Linked DNA regions of Mus musculus: all the other regions are linked to region 2. The links are chromatin contacts, called in public promoter capture Hi-C maps. All regions are on one chromosome and are shown on one strand. The core of a region is the stretch at or near the end of the contact, and the rest is flanking DNA. Distances in the headings are between cores, read along the strand shown.

Region 1 (3,821 bases), core at 1,060-3,559, 1.1 Mb after region 2:
TGTTCATGGGCACGGGAAAGCTGATGTGTTCACTTGCAAGTGGTAGCACGTGGAAGCCTCTGGGTGTCATCCTCCAGACGCTACACTCCTCCCAGGGCTCACCACTTCCCAATATTATCACACTAAAAGACCAAACCCTTAGCATTTGAACTTTTGAGGAACACACTTCAACCATATGCAAGCTATAATCATGAGTAAAATGAAGGTCGATAAATGTGGGAAAACACAAGCATCACTGGCAAGCAGGAAAATGCAAATTAAAACAATCCTGAAGGATCTTTTTATGCCTACTTTCTATAAAGATGTTTGGTGATACCATGTGTTGGTAAGCATGTACAACATTGATAGATGGCCCCACCACTCCTCTGCTGTGAGGTGATCTGGGCAGGGGGTAGATGGCCTTGCCCACTCACCCCTAGCCACCTGAGGCAGTCAGGAAAGCTGACCCTAGGGTCATCAGAGTGAGGGGAACTGGGTCTGCACCTCACCTGAACATTACAGTAGGGTTGGCCCTGGTTGAGGGGTTTTTGGGTCAGCCAGTCCCTAGGGTGAGAGCAAGAGAGAGCTGGCCCCTGCCAACCTCTGCCAGAGGTGGTGTGAGTGCCTGGGTGATGCCCCCCCCCCCAGGAAGTCTGGAGAACTGGCCTTGAGGTCATGAGAGTGGGTGAGCTAGCCCTGTCCCTTGTCCACTAGAGCACCTGGGCAGGTGGGCACTGTACTTCATCTGGGCAGCACAGCCCTGGTGGAGGGGACCCAGGTGAGCTGTCTTGAGAGGACAGAGTGTGGGAGAGCTGGCCTCTTTGACCTTTCTGGGGTGAGATGGTACAGGTACTGGTGTGATGCCCTCTCCCTTCTGCCTTGCCACCTGCAGTAGTCAGGAGAGCTGATCCTAGAGTCATGAGTTGGGGAGAGCTAGCCCTGCCCCACTGGCTGTAGCACTTGGGAGAGCTGGCCCTGCACGTTGCCTGGGCAACACAGTAGAGTCGGCCCTGAAAGCAAAGATACAGGTGAGCCAGACCCCAGCAAATTAAACAATATGCTATTTAGAGATTGCAAATATTTACTTTTTAATGTACTGCTGCATTCTATTTTTCTAGTAATTTATTAGGTTTTTCTTTTTGTTTTGCTAATGACAGGTACAGTTTTCCTGTACTATCTTTATATGATTTTGATACCGATCTAATCCCTCTGAAGACAATTTATCAGCTGTAAGGAAAGTCTTAAAAGTCTGGAAGATTCACTTTTGAGACATTTATCTTATATTTTTGGTTGTGAGCCTAGCCTTTAATGGCTGAGCCATCTCGCCAGCCCAAGACGTTTATCTTAAATAAATAAGAGATTCTAATTCCGTTTGGGTTCAGGGGACCCAGGATAAGCACAGCCTTTTTACCTCCCTAACTGCTTCAATACCGTGAATCTCTTTCTCAGTTTGTAAAGCCGGGGGAGGAGAACCTACCTCATGTAGCTGTATGACAGTAAGAACTTACAGCACTCAATACCTAGTAAGTGTCGGGTCAATGGAAGGACTTATTACATTGCATGTACTCGCCGGCCTCCAAATTGCAGGACAGCATTCTTGGTGTCCTATTAGCTTCTACTTTGTTTGTTTGTTATTTCGAGACAGGGTTTCTCTGAATAGCCCTGGCTGTCCTGGAACTAACTTCGTAGACCAGTCTGGCCTCAAACTTAGAAATCCACCTGCCTCTGCCTCCCAAGTGCTGGGATCAAAGGCGTGCGCCACCACAGCCCGGCTAGCTTCTACTTTGAATCTCTTTCATTAGTGACATTCCTTAGGGCTTTCGAGGCCGAGGATATAAAAAAGCAAACAACAACGTAAGAGCTAGGAATAGGAATGGTGGTACCACTTGCCTAGCACCTGTGAGATCCTACGTTCAATTCCTTGCACCGAGCGGGGAAAAGAAAGATAAAGTCGGTGGGGAATGGAACCCATTGGAAAAGGTGAACATGTTCAACCCGCGTTGCAGCAGCACTTTTCTGGGCGTCTCGAGCCCTGGACTCGCACTCATGGAGGCGTCTGCCAAGCATCAGGCAGCGATGGAGCCAGGAAGGAGGAAAGCCACTTCTGCTGGTCGCAGGGCGGGAGAGCCGCTCGCTGTTCCCATAGCAACCAGACTGGCCAGCGTCCTCCGGGCCTCCCGGCTCGGCGCGCAGACTCCCAAGGGGACCCTTCCAGCCGTCACTTCCCGGCGGTGCGCCCAGCTCCGCCCTAACACGTTTCTGATTGGCCTCAGCAGAGGGAGGGGCGGGCTTACAACTCCACGAACTCAATTATGTTTCACCGAGCGGAAGTTGACCTCTCTCGGCCCGGAAGTGAAACAGTGCTTTGGCAATTGAGGCTTCTGTAAGTGAGTCCCGGGACGGTGTTGGAAATGCCGGGTGCCGCGGCGAAGGGCTCGGAGTTGTCCGAGAGGATCGAAGGCTTCGTGGAGACTCTGAAGCGAGGTGGCGGGCAGCGCAGCTCGGAGGACATGGCTCGGGAGACCCTGGGGCTGCTGCGCCGGCTTATCACGGACCACCACTGGAACAACGCGGGTGCGGCAACTCATCCTCGTTCTTGTTCTATTCCTGAAGCTGATATTCACTTTCACCGCGCGCCTGCCCCGTTCACTCGGTCTCTCTTGGGTTTCAGGGGACCTTATGGATTTGATCCGCAGAGAGGGCAGGAGGATGACGGCTGCGCAGCCCTCCGAGACCACCGTGGGAAATATGGTGCGGAGAGTCCTCAAGATCATCCGGGAGGAGTATGGCAGGTCAAACTCACAGCTTGGGTGGGCTCCTGGTGGGACCAAGGGGTGCTGGCTTTTGGTTGTTAAACCGTGCCACCTATCAGCTTGAAGCCTCTGTTGTGGCTGAGCTGCTCCCGTTGCCCCAGTGATCACTCTTTGGGTCTTGTTGCCTCCATAGACTGCACGGGCGCAGTGACGAGAGCGATCAGCAGGAGTCCCTGCACAAACTCTTGACATCCGGAGGCCTGAGCGAGGATTTCAGCTTCCATTTTGCCCCACTTAAGGCCAACATCATTGAGGCGATTAATGAGCTGCTGGTGGAACTGGGTAAGAGATCTGATCACTAAGTGGACAAGTTAGGTCGCAGGCAAGTGAAACAGTCCCCTAGAAATTGTGCATTGACAGGGATAGGCGAGATCACCAGTCTTCTGGTTTGAACACCCATTTGGTAGGAGTGGATGGAAAACACCAAGCTTATAGTAACTGCATCTTTCAAGACAGACCTGCTCTTTAACAGTATATTAAGCGAGAGATTTCTTTTAGGGGAAGTTATTTTATTTTATTTTATTTTATAGCAAATGAACTTGCTGGGGATGTAGCTCAGTGGAAGAGTGCCTTACTTGAGGCTCTGGGTTTCATTCCCAGTGCTGCAAAAAACAGAAAACGAGTTCCCCAAAGCCGCATTTGGAAGTTTCTTTTTCACTAAACTTCATCTTGACTTCAAAAAATGTTTACTATTAGTGGTGTGTGTATGTGTGTGTGTGTGTGTGGGTCACAGGGCAACTTTGTAGAATTTGCGCATCCCCCTTTATGTGGGTTCCAGGGATGGAGGGCAGGTTTCCAGGTTTGCCCATCAAGCACATTTACCCACTAAGCCATCATGCCCACCCCTTTGAGGTATTTATATACATACCGCCTCCATCCTCACTTGCAGATTTTTGTTACAGTCTGTTCTTCAGAGATTTAACACTGGGTACTGGGGATGGAGAGATGGACGGCTCAGCGATTAAGCTGCTCTTGTAAAGTCCCCAGGTTTAGTTCCCAGCATCTACACTGTGGCTCATAGCCACCTGT
Region 2 (4,113 bases), core at 371-2,870:
GAAGTGCCCCTCCAGGCCTAGCTGCAAGAGGGCGGCCTCGGCCTCCTCCTCCTCCTTCTTGGCTTCCTCCTCTCGAATCTGCACCAGTAACTGGAAGAGGTTGGGTGCAGGCCCTTCCTCAGCCCCGGCCAGCCACAACTGCCTTCGGAGGGCCCCACTGTGGTTAGCCCCAGCGATGACCTGCTCCAAGCGAGCCTGGTTCACGTTATCTTTATCAATGACCCCCTTGTCTACTACCTTTTGCAGCAGAGGCTCCAGACGGATAACATACGAAGATAACTTTTCTCCTGGGTTCTGGTAAGTGTTCAGAAATCTGACCTGTGCATCTCTAGAGCTCTCCACACTCCCAAAGACCTGCTCAAGAGCCTTCAGGCATTCTGCGGTCGTTATGGCGGCGTTGTTGGTCTTGAGGATGCGGATGACGTCAGCAGCGGGGCCTCTCAAACTCTCCATCAACCGCCGTCTCTTTTCTATATCCGACACCTGCCATTCCTCTATGATTTCATTTGAGTGCTCCAGCCAGGAATCAAAGGTTTCCTCGCCAGGCCCGGGAATGTCCTTCCCGGAGAATAACGTCAGCTTCTTATACCATATGGACTCAACAAGAGGTTGAATAACATTATCCAAAATATAGTTGAGCATCTCTGCTGGCATTTCCGGGCCTGGAGCTGGAGCAGGGTTCTGAAACCCAAGCACACGAGCAACATCTTGCACGGTCCACCCTTCCCTAGCTAGAAAGAGGTGCAGCCTTTCCAAAAAAACTGCGTCGGAAGTGGGGGGTTTAAACACCACTTTCCAGAGCCCTCCTTTGCCTGGCATCTCCCTGGGTATCAGGGAGTAATCCACTGCCCCAGTGAGCTCTAACAAGGCTGCTTTAGCATTTTCTTCCCTCCAGAACATTCTCCCCAGCACTCGATAGGATACCTGGGGCATCGCAGCTTGGAGGGTCTCTTCAATTTCGGTCTCATCACAGTTCACAGGGATCCCCCAGACCAACAGAGCTCTCTGAGAGTTCACATCCATTCCCCTGCACCAGTCTTCCAATAGTGTCATAGCCATTTCACCCAACTATTAAAAGTGCCAGTTCTACAGACACTGCTTGGACTGGCTCACGAGGCTATAGGGCCTAGGACAATACAACATGCTCTCCTCCCCCGGTAGGCCAGGGGGCGACAAGCTTCAGGCAACCACAATTACCAAAAGACACCAGAGTTCCTTCTTGTCCCTTCCGGGTCCCAAGTCAGGGTCGGGAGCCACGGGACACTCCGCCTATCACTCGAATGTCGCCCCCTTTGGTCCGGGCAGGGAGGGCTGAACTGGCTGCAGCTGTGTCTGGCGTCACCGCTTAAAGAGAGGGAGCAAGGTGGGCTCAAGACTGATGACTCCGGGCGGGAGATGGCTGGGTGCGGTCGCGGGGCGTGGCAGCTCCTCCCACCTCTCCCCGGCACGCCGGCGGGCTGAGGGTCACGCGAGGCCGTGGCTTGGCTACGTGGGGAGAGGCGGCACTCCGAGCACCGGGAACCCAAGCGGCAGGAAGCACGGGATGGGGGAGAAACTCGGCTGGAGGCAGCTCTGCCTAGCGCTTATGTCCGCGCGCTCCCGCAACGGCCGGCGTGCAGCTGCAGTGGAGGGCGGAACCGGTCCGCTTGTCTCCCCCAGTGTCACCGTGACAACTGTGTCCATGACGACGCGAGATACGCGGGCTCCAGAGGATCTGGCGGTTGCTATGGTGCCAAGAAGGGGTTTGAGGAGTCTATTCTATGACGGCGCATTTCTTTTTACACCCCCCCCCCCGCCTTCCCTGATTCTTTCTTAGCTATTGCTACGCATGCTTTATTTAATTTTGCCGTGGATTTAAGCTGGCTTTATTGATACGCATCTACCACGACGGACTTATCTCATATTGCTCATCCATTCTATGAATTCAGTCTTTAACTCTGACTTCCGGGAACCACCTGATCCCACTCTGCAACTACTTGGTTCCTCCCCACAAAACTAGGAAAGAGAATTCCATCTACTGGTTCCTGTGAGTGTCTGACTTGGCTTTCTTGTTTAAAGTGTGTGTGTGTGTGTGTGTGTGTGTGTGTGTGTGTGTGTACACAAAACCCCGTGACTACTTACCTTTGTAGCCAGGCAAACTGCAAACATATTGCCTTCTTATCCTTACTGAGTATACAAGATAGCAAAACAGAATGTTTATGGCCCCGAAAAGGCGGGTAAGTTCTCTTCAAGCAAAACAAGGCCTATCAGTCCCAGACGGCAAAAACACCCCTATAAGAATGTGGTATTCAACAATGAATTTTTTTTAAAACCTTATTTAATAAAAGGTCTTAAGATACAGAACATTCAAAAGTAAATAAGTTACATAGGTACATTACAATCACAGCAAGATTCTCTTTAGTGTATTAATTTTTTTTTTATAAAAAGCACACAAAAAATAAAATTTTCAGTCTGGTCTATCACAACTGTACACAAAGAGGTAATATTTATATTTATATATATATATATATGTACACTATTTTAATATGTAACAGTCTTTTTTAAAAAGAGTGCCACAGGCAACAAACACATGAAAGGCAGTGTCTGACCATTTTGTTTCAAAATAAAAGGAATATACTTACTTTATGCTATTAAAATATTTGTACACTAATTACAGACTGTCAAGGCTGTTCTGTGCTCCATCCTCTCCAGCAAGGCCTTTAACGTAAGAGACAAATGAGGAAAAGTTCTAACAGCTGCAATTTTTTTTTTTTTGAGGCAACAAACACAGCCAAATGTGGGTTAGACACAACTGTTTTTATATAAAAATATGCATACTTCCTGTAAAAACCTAAGGGGTTAGGCTTTGCCAGTCTAGTAATAAATAATAACCCAGAACAGTGAGCCCCAATAAAAACATTTCAACAGCTGAGGCTTGAGTACTATTGCACTCTTCCTCCTCTGTCTTTAACATCTGGCACATGAGAAGAAAGAGGTTGGGTGACTGAGGCAGTTAAATATAGGCAATCCCTTTAGACATCATGAGCACAGGGCCTCTGTGCCGGGGTGGGAGGTGGGGCGGCAAGGACGGTGGGTGGGTGGGTACTTTAGCTCTAAGGGGGCTGCTGAAGGCTTGGAGGACAGCAGTGAGGGCAAGAGACCTCAGAGATGGCCCAGAACACAGGCACGGTCAGTGTCATGGCCTTCTCTGAATGCAGGTGGAAGCTGGGGGACAGGCAGGGTGACACTGTATAGGGACGTTATTGTCAAACAGGGAGCTCTGAATAGAAAGAACAACAAAAGCCAAGCCCAGTGTGTTCGTACGAGAAAGCACCAGTAAGGACGCGCCTGCGCCAGCCTCCGGCCGCACGTGCATCTCCGCTTTGAACTAGTTCAGTTTCCACACGGGCGCGCTGGAGCATGGGCCCCTCTAAAACAGTGTCTGGTGGGATCACTACCTAAAGGTACCATCTTTATCCCCCCACCCCCACCCCGGCTATAGTCATCTGGTCTCTGTGAACTTAGAAAAGTTCTTGCTTTTTTGCTGTTTTTAATTAAGATTTCTAAGGATTAGTTGGTACCACTGAGCAGAGGAGTCTCATGTGGCTGAAGGATCTCATGTGGCTGCTATCACCTGTCCACCAAGGGGCCTGAGCCAGATATGGTTTAAATAGAAAAGAACCTTGGGAAACCTAAGTGGCACTTTGGGGCTGAGCTGTGAAGGCACGCGTTATAGAAGTGATTTAGAAGAGATCCTAAACTTGTTGCCCTCCTGCTTCTAGAGGGTACCACATTTTTGTAATCCCGGGACTTCGAGCTGATAGAAGCCTATGAAGGAAACAAACCGGGGAAACTGAAGGTTAAGGTAACTGTCTAGGTATCTAGGGGGACAGGTTTGTTATTTCCACCCGCAGCTCTCTCATAGAACCATACTAATGTGTAAATGAATGTAAGAAATACCCAATAGTCTACAGCTTCAAAACAAAACCCCATCTCTATTTCCAATTCCCAACGGGCTGTAGGCTATTTCCGCTCCTTACTAACATTCTAAACAGTCAGACACACGGTCACTTAAGACTCTCTTTTGTACAACTAAAATTAAGTGATGATATCAGAAAAGTGGCTTTAGGCCCC
Region 3 (4,092 bases), core at 567-3,066, 1.2 Mb after region 2:
CGCGAGGAGTCCTCAGTGCTTTTTTTTTTGTCTCCTTGGGATATCCACACCTAAGACCCTGTTACTAACATGACTGGCTGGTCTTCTTGCTGTAACTATAACCTAGAGGGAAAGGGCTACTTCTCAGAAGCTTTGTAAGTTCATATCTTATAAATACCATGTGACAGAGATAGCGTCATACAGTTCTGAGAAGTGTGATAAAATTAACTCAAAGCTAGTAACCAAGTTGAACATGACATATAAGACAGAGATAGGAAACTGGTACTCACTGCTCAACGGTGAGAAAGTGAGCCACTTAACTATACTGACTTAAATGCTAGAAAATAATCGGCACAAATAAGAACATAGGCGACTACAGATGATAATGTCCACTAATGGGTTGGTTACTGGAATAGAAAAGAACACAAAGATATTTTCTTGCAACTACTTTTCTTCCATCTTTCATAGATATATGCTGGACGCTGGAGGTATGGCTCAGTAGTGGAATGCCTTCTGAGCACTGGCAAAGCCCGTTTTATCCCCAGCACAAAAAGTTCTGGCTGGGAGCAGACACTAGAATTGCAAGTGCATGAATCACCTTTTGCAACCTCAGCAAGTTCTCATTAAATGTTTACCCTAAAGCTAGAGTTTTAAGGCTGTGGTGATTAGACTCAAGTTATGGTTAACTTTTGGAGGTAGACTCACTACAGGGTTTTAAATCAGTACACATTCTTAATTTTGGATTCAGTAACTCATGGGTCTCTCCATTGTGACCTTATGCAAGAAGGTGGGAAAAATGACTTAGCTTCCTTGGGTTCTCAAAGAAAGGGGTCCTTGTTTCTCCAGACTCAACTCCACCAATAAAGTATTTGTCTTATACAATCACTGAAGGAAAAGCAAGAAAACAAACAAACAAACAATGATCTTTCTGGTGATCAAGGAAATCCTCCGAGTGATCATTTATGAAAAAAACAAAAACAAAAACAAGAAAACAAAGCCTACAGGGCTAGCAGTGTGTTGTAGCTGCCAGTGTGGCTATTTGGAAGTACACACCAACTCCCCATCCCGCCCTTCAACAGCTATACGAAAGGAAGTAAGCTTTTACAGACTGTTCCCAAAGAGCAAGTAAGCTTTTTATATTGTTCCCAATGTGCAAAGCACCTTCGTTTGGACCTCAAAATAACCTTTAAAAAAGTAAAGGTTTTTTTTTTGGGGGGGGGGGCGAGGTTGTTATCGCTAAGTCCAATTAACAAATGGGAAAACTAAAATGCAAAAGACCGCTCAATGACTCGCTCAGTGACAGCGGTGATTAAACCAATGTCCTACAGCAGGGGAAGCGAAAGCACGGTGGGGTTCCCGAGACCTAAACCCCAAGGGACGCCTGACCATAGAGGGCCAGGGGCAAGCAGCACTGGAAAGCGGGGCCGGGAAGGAGGGCGCGGGGAGGCCCGGCAGCGGCCGGAGCCGAGGGCCGCTACCTCGGTGCGGCGGTACAGCGTGGCCTCCCCAAAGGCACCGCGGCCCAGAACGCGGATGGGGATGTAGTGCAGCTCCTCCTGCTCCGCCGCCCCGCCGCCGGCTCGCGGCCCTGGGACAGCGCTGGGGCCCGGGCCCGAGTCCCCGCCACCCCCGGACTCGCTTCCGAAGTCCGAGTTGATGGAATCGCAGTGTCGCTCGTACTCGCCCAGCACCGACATGGCGGCGGAGGCCGCAGCTCGCCGGGAGCCGCCCGCGTATCCACGGCGGGCAGGGCCGGCCGCTTAGCGCCTCAATGGCCTCAGACGCCAGGCAGCGGCTTAGGTGGCCCCGCGGCCCAGGGAGCTTCCATGGTGGCTCCTGCCCCCTGACCCGGAAGCGGTTCTTAGTGTTTCCGGCTCGCCGAGGTTTTCCCTCCGCCTTTCGCGTGCCCACTTGTTGCAGATGCGTCCCGCACACCTTGGGCGTCGCTGGCCTTCACACCCGCGAGTGTCGTGGAAGCGGAAGAGTGACCACACGGCGGGTTTGCAGACCGCTTCCCTACAACCCCCTACCAGCTTTCCAGACTGCGTCACATTTTGGAGGTGGTCCAGGCTAATCCTGGCGACACGTTTGTCCCAGGAGCTGTGACTGTGTTAGCTGTCACTTGGCTTGTTGGGCAGGGCTCCTTTTTTTTTTTTTTTTTTTTTTTTTTTTTGTAGCGATAGTGTAGCAAAGATAATGGAGCAAGCTAAAACATTAGACTTCTGACAACTTTAACAATTCCTTCTTCCTTCCTCCTCCTCCTCCTCTCCTCCTCCTCCTCCTCTTCCTCCTCCTCCTCCTCTTCCTCCTCCTCCTTTTCCTCCTTTTCCTCCTTTTCCTTCTTCATTAAGTCTATAAAGTTGCAGGACTATGACCACCACAGGGTTGCCTAAGTTGGGACAATGCTAAAGGGTTTTGTTTTTCTTTTCTTTTCTTTTTTTTTTTTTTTTTAATGATATTATGGCCCCAGATCCTCAGAGCGCCATGAAAACAATGTTTATGTGTCTGTTGGGGGTGGGGTGGGGATTGTTTTAGGTGATACAGCTAGTTAGGAGGAACTTGAGAGGCAAACCCTGCAGTCTGGCCCCAGAATTAGGAAAGGGCAGGGCGTGATGAAACTAAGGTTATGGGACTGGCGCCATTACACTTGTTGGGCAGAAGCAGGAAGTACACTTTGTATGTTGTACAGTTTGGTGTTTCCTGTGGACAGTGGGAAACTAAAGCAAAGGAGTAGGTGATTAGGGCTCTGTTTTGTGTGTGTGTGTGTGTGTGTGTGTGTGTGTGTGTGTGTGTGTGTGTGCCGATTGAATTCAAGTTGCCTGATTTGCATGGCAAAACCTTTATCCACAGAGCCATCTTACTGGCTCTCAAAGCTCTAGCCTTCTGAGGAAATCTGCTCAAGATTTCTTTCATTAGCATAATGATTAAAACATCCTTTTGCTTAAGTGCCCTGCAGTAAATCAGTGACTTTTTTTTTCTTTAATTTATCTGTTTTCACTCCCTGTGCTTTAAAAAACAACAATTATAGAGGAATCCTTGCTCACCCAGACAAAGGGGCACTAAAGATTAACAGACAAATACACCTCAAATGGTTTCTGCTAGCTTTTATTTGTGAAAGTTTACACAAACATCTCCAACAGGTGAGCCTGTATAAATCCCACATGCCTCTTCCCATTAACAAACAGAAGATGGCTCTGATGGGGGTTCATGACAATGGTAAGGAACAAGGTTTGTTGAAACTGTATGATTCTCAGTTATTTTGACTATGCTGGAACGGAGGGAAGCAGATAATATACCTGTTTATAAAGCGGATATGCTGTTGTGCACGCCTACTGTCAAAGGCAAATGCTCTTCAACTGAACTGAAAAGCATGTTGTCCAGTTTGGTTGTTTTGGGCATGATCAAAATGATCGAAAGGACTTGAAAGAATTTCAGTTCTACAGAGCTTAAGTTTATACTTGTTCTTGGAAACAAAAACATGGACAGAATGCTCTATTTTCTCCTCTCTGAAAAATTGACATTTTTCAGAAAAGAAAATAGAAATCTAATAGAGCGGCTGTCACTGCTCCTTAGGGGGGAAGGCACACGTCAGAAAACAGGAGTCTCTTGTTAGGCTAATGGGACAGACAGGCTATGGTTTTGCACTTAAAAGTCTACAAATGGATTTTGACCCCAAAGTTTATTCTTTTCATACTTACATTGTTCTCCTATCACTTGATATATGAATGTTACAGATTTCTGACCATCTGCTGTTGCCATGGTGAGGACTTGTATTCTAAGATCTTAGATCTTAGATCATTTTTCAACAGCAGATGGCACTATTGTACCAGAGAACACTTGATGCCATGCAAGAGGAATTTATGGAAGTCATAAGACAAAGGCTTTTGAGTTCATAGTAACTGGAACCTTAACAGCACAGCCTGAGACTTAACCACTACATCTTTCCCATCCACCTGCATACTTCATCCAGGTCATCCTAACGGTATTCTCTGGTAACTTCAATATTCCACTTCTTTACTGCAAGCCCTGTAATTCTCAGAACTGCAATTGAGATAAGCCCTGTAACAGGTCAGCAGGGTTAAAAGGTTACCCACTTTCCCAGGAGAAGTGGGA

The links. Promoter capture Hi-C pulls out the DNA fragments that hold promoters and counts their contacts.
Region 1: a contact with region 2 is called in a promoter capture Hi-C map of liver, with 2.1 times the contacts expected there. The contact joins the promoter of Eif2b2 here to the promoter of Pnma1 in region 2. A contact is called at or near these places in 2 of 39 promoter capture datasets (liver and pre-B cells).
Region 3: a promoter capture Hi-C map of pre-B cells shows a contact between it and region 2, with 2.4 times the contacts expected there. The contact joins the promoter of Nek9 here to the promoter of Pnma1 in region 2. A contact is called at or near these places in 4 of 39 promoter capture datasets (cranial neural crest, hippocampal neurons, liver and 1 more).

The regions. Positions count from the first base shown.
Region 1 is chr12:85,217,172-85,220,992 of GRCm38.p6, forward strand. Eif2b2 (eukaryotic translation initiation factor 2B, subunit 2 beta) reads left to right here and starts at 2,310. Exons shown (of 8, transcript NM_145445.4): 1 at 2,310-2,553; 2 at 2,651-2,771; 3 at 2,926-3,074. The coding sequence starts at 2,391.
Region 2 is chr12:84,146,869-84,150,981 of GRCm38.p6, forward strand. Pnma1 (paraneoplastic antigen MA1) reads right to left here and starts at 1,621. Exons shown (of 1, transcript NM_027438.3): 1 at 1-1,621. The coding sequence starts at 1,059. Mideas (mitotic deacetylase associated SANT domain protein) reads right to left here. Exons shown (of 13, transcript NM_001163501.1): 13 at 2,300-4,113.
Region 3 is chr12:85,337,546-85,341,637 of GRCm38.p6, forward strand. Nek9 (NIMA (never in mitosis gene a)-related expressed kinase 9) reads right to left here and starts at 1,817. Exons shown (of 22, transcript NM_145138.2): 1 at 1,458-1,817. The coding sequence starts at 1,676. It overlaps Tmed10 (transmembrane p24 trafficking protein 10), which reads right to left. Exons shown (of 5, transcript NM_026775.4): 5 at 3,069-4,092.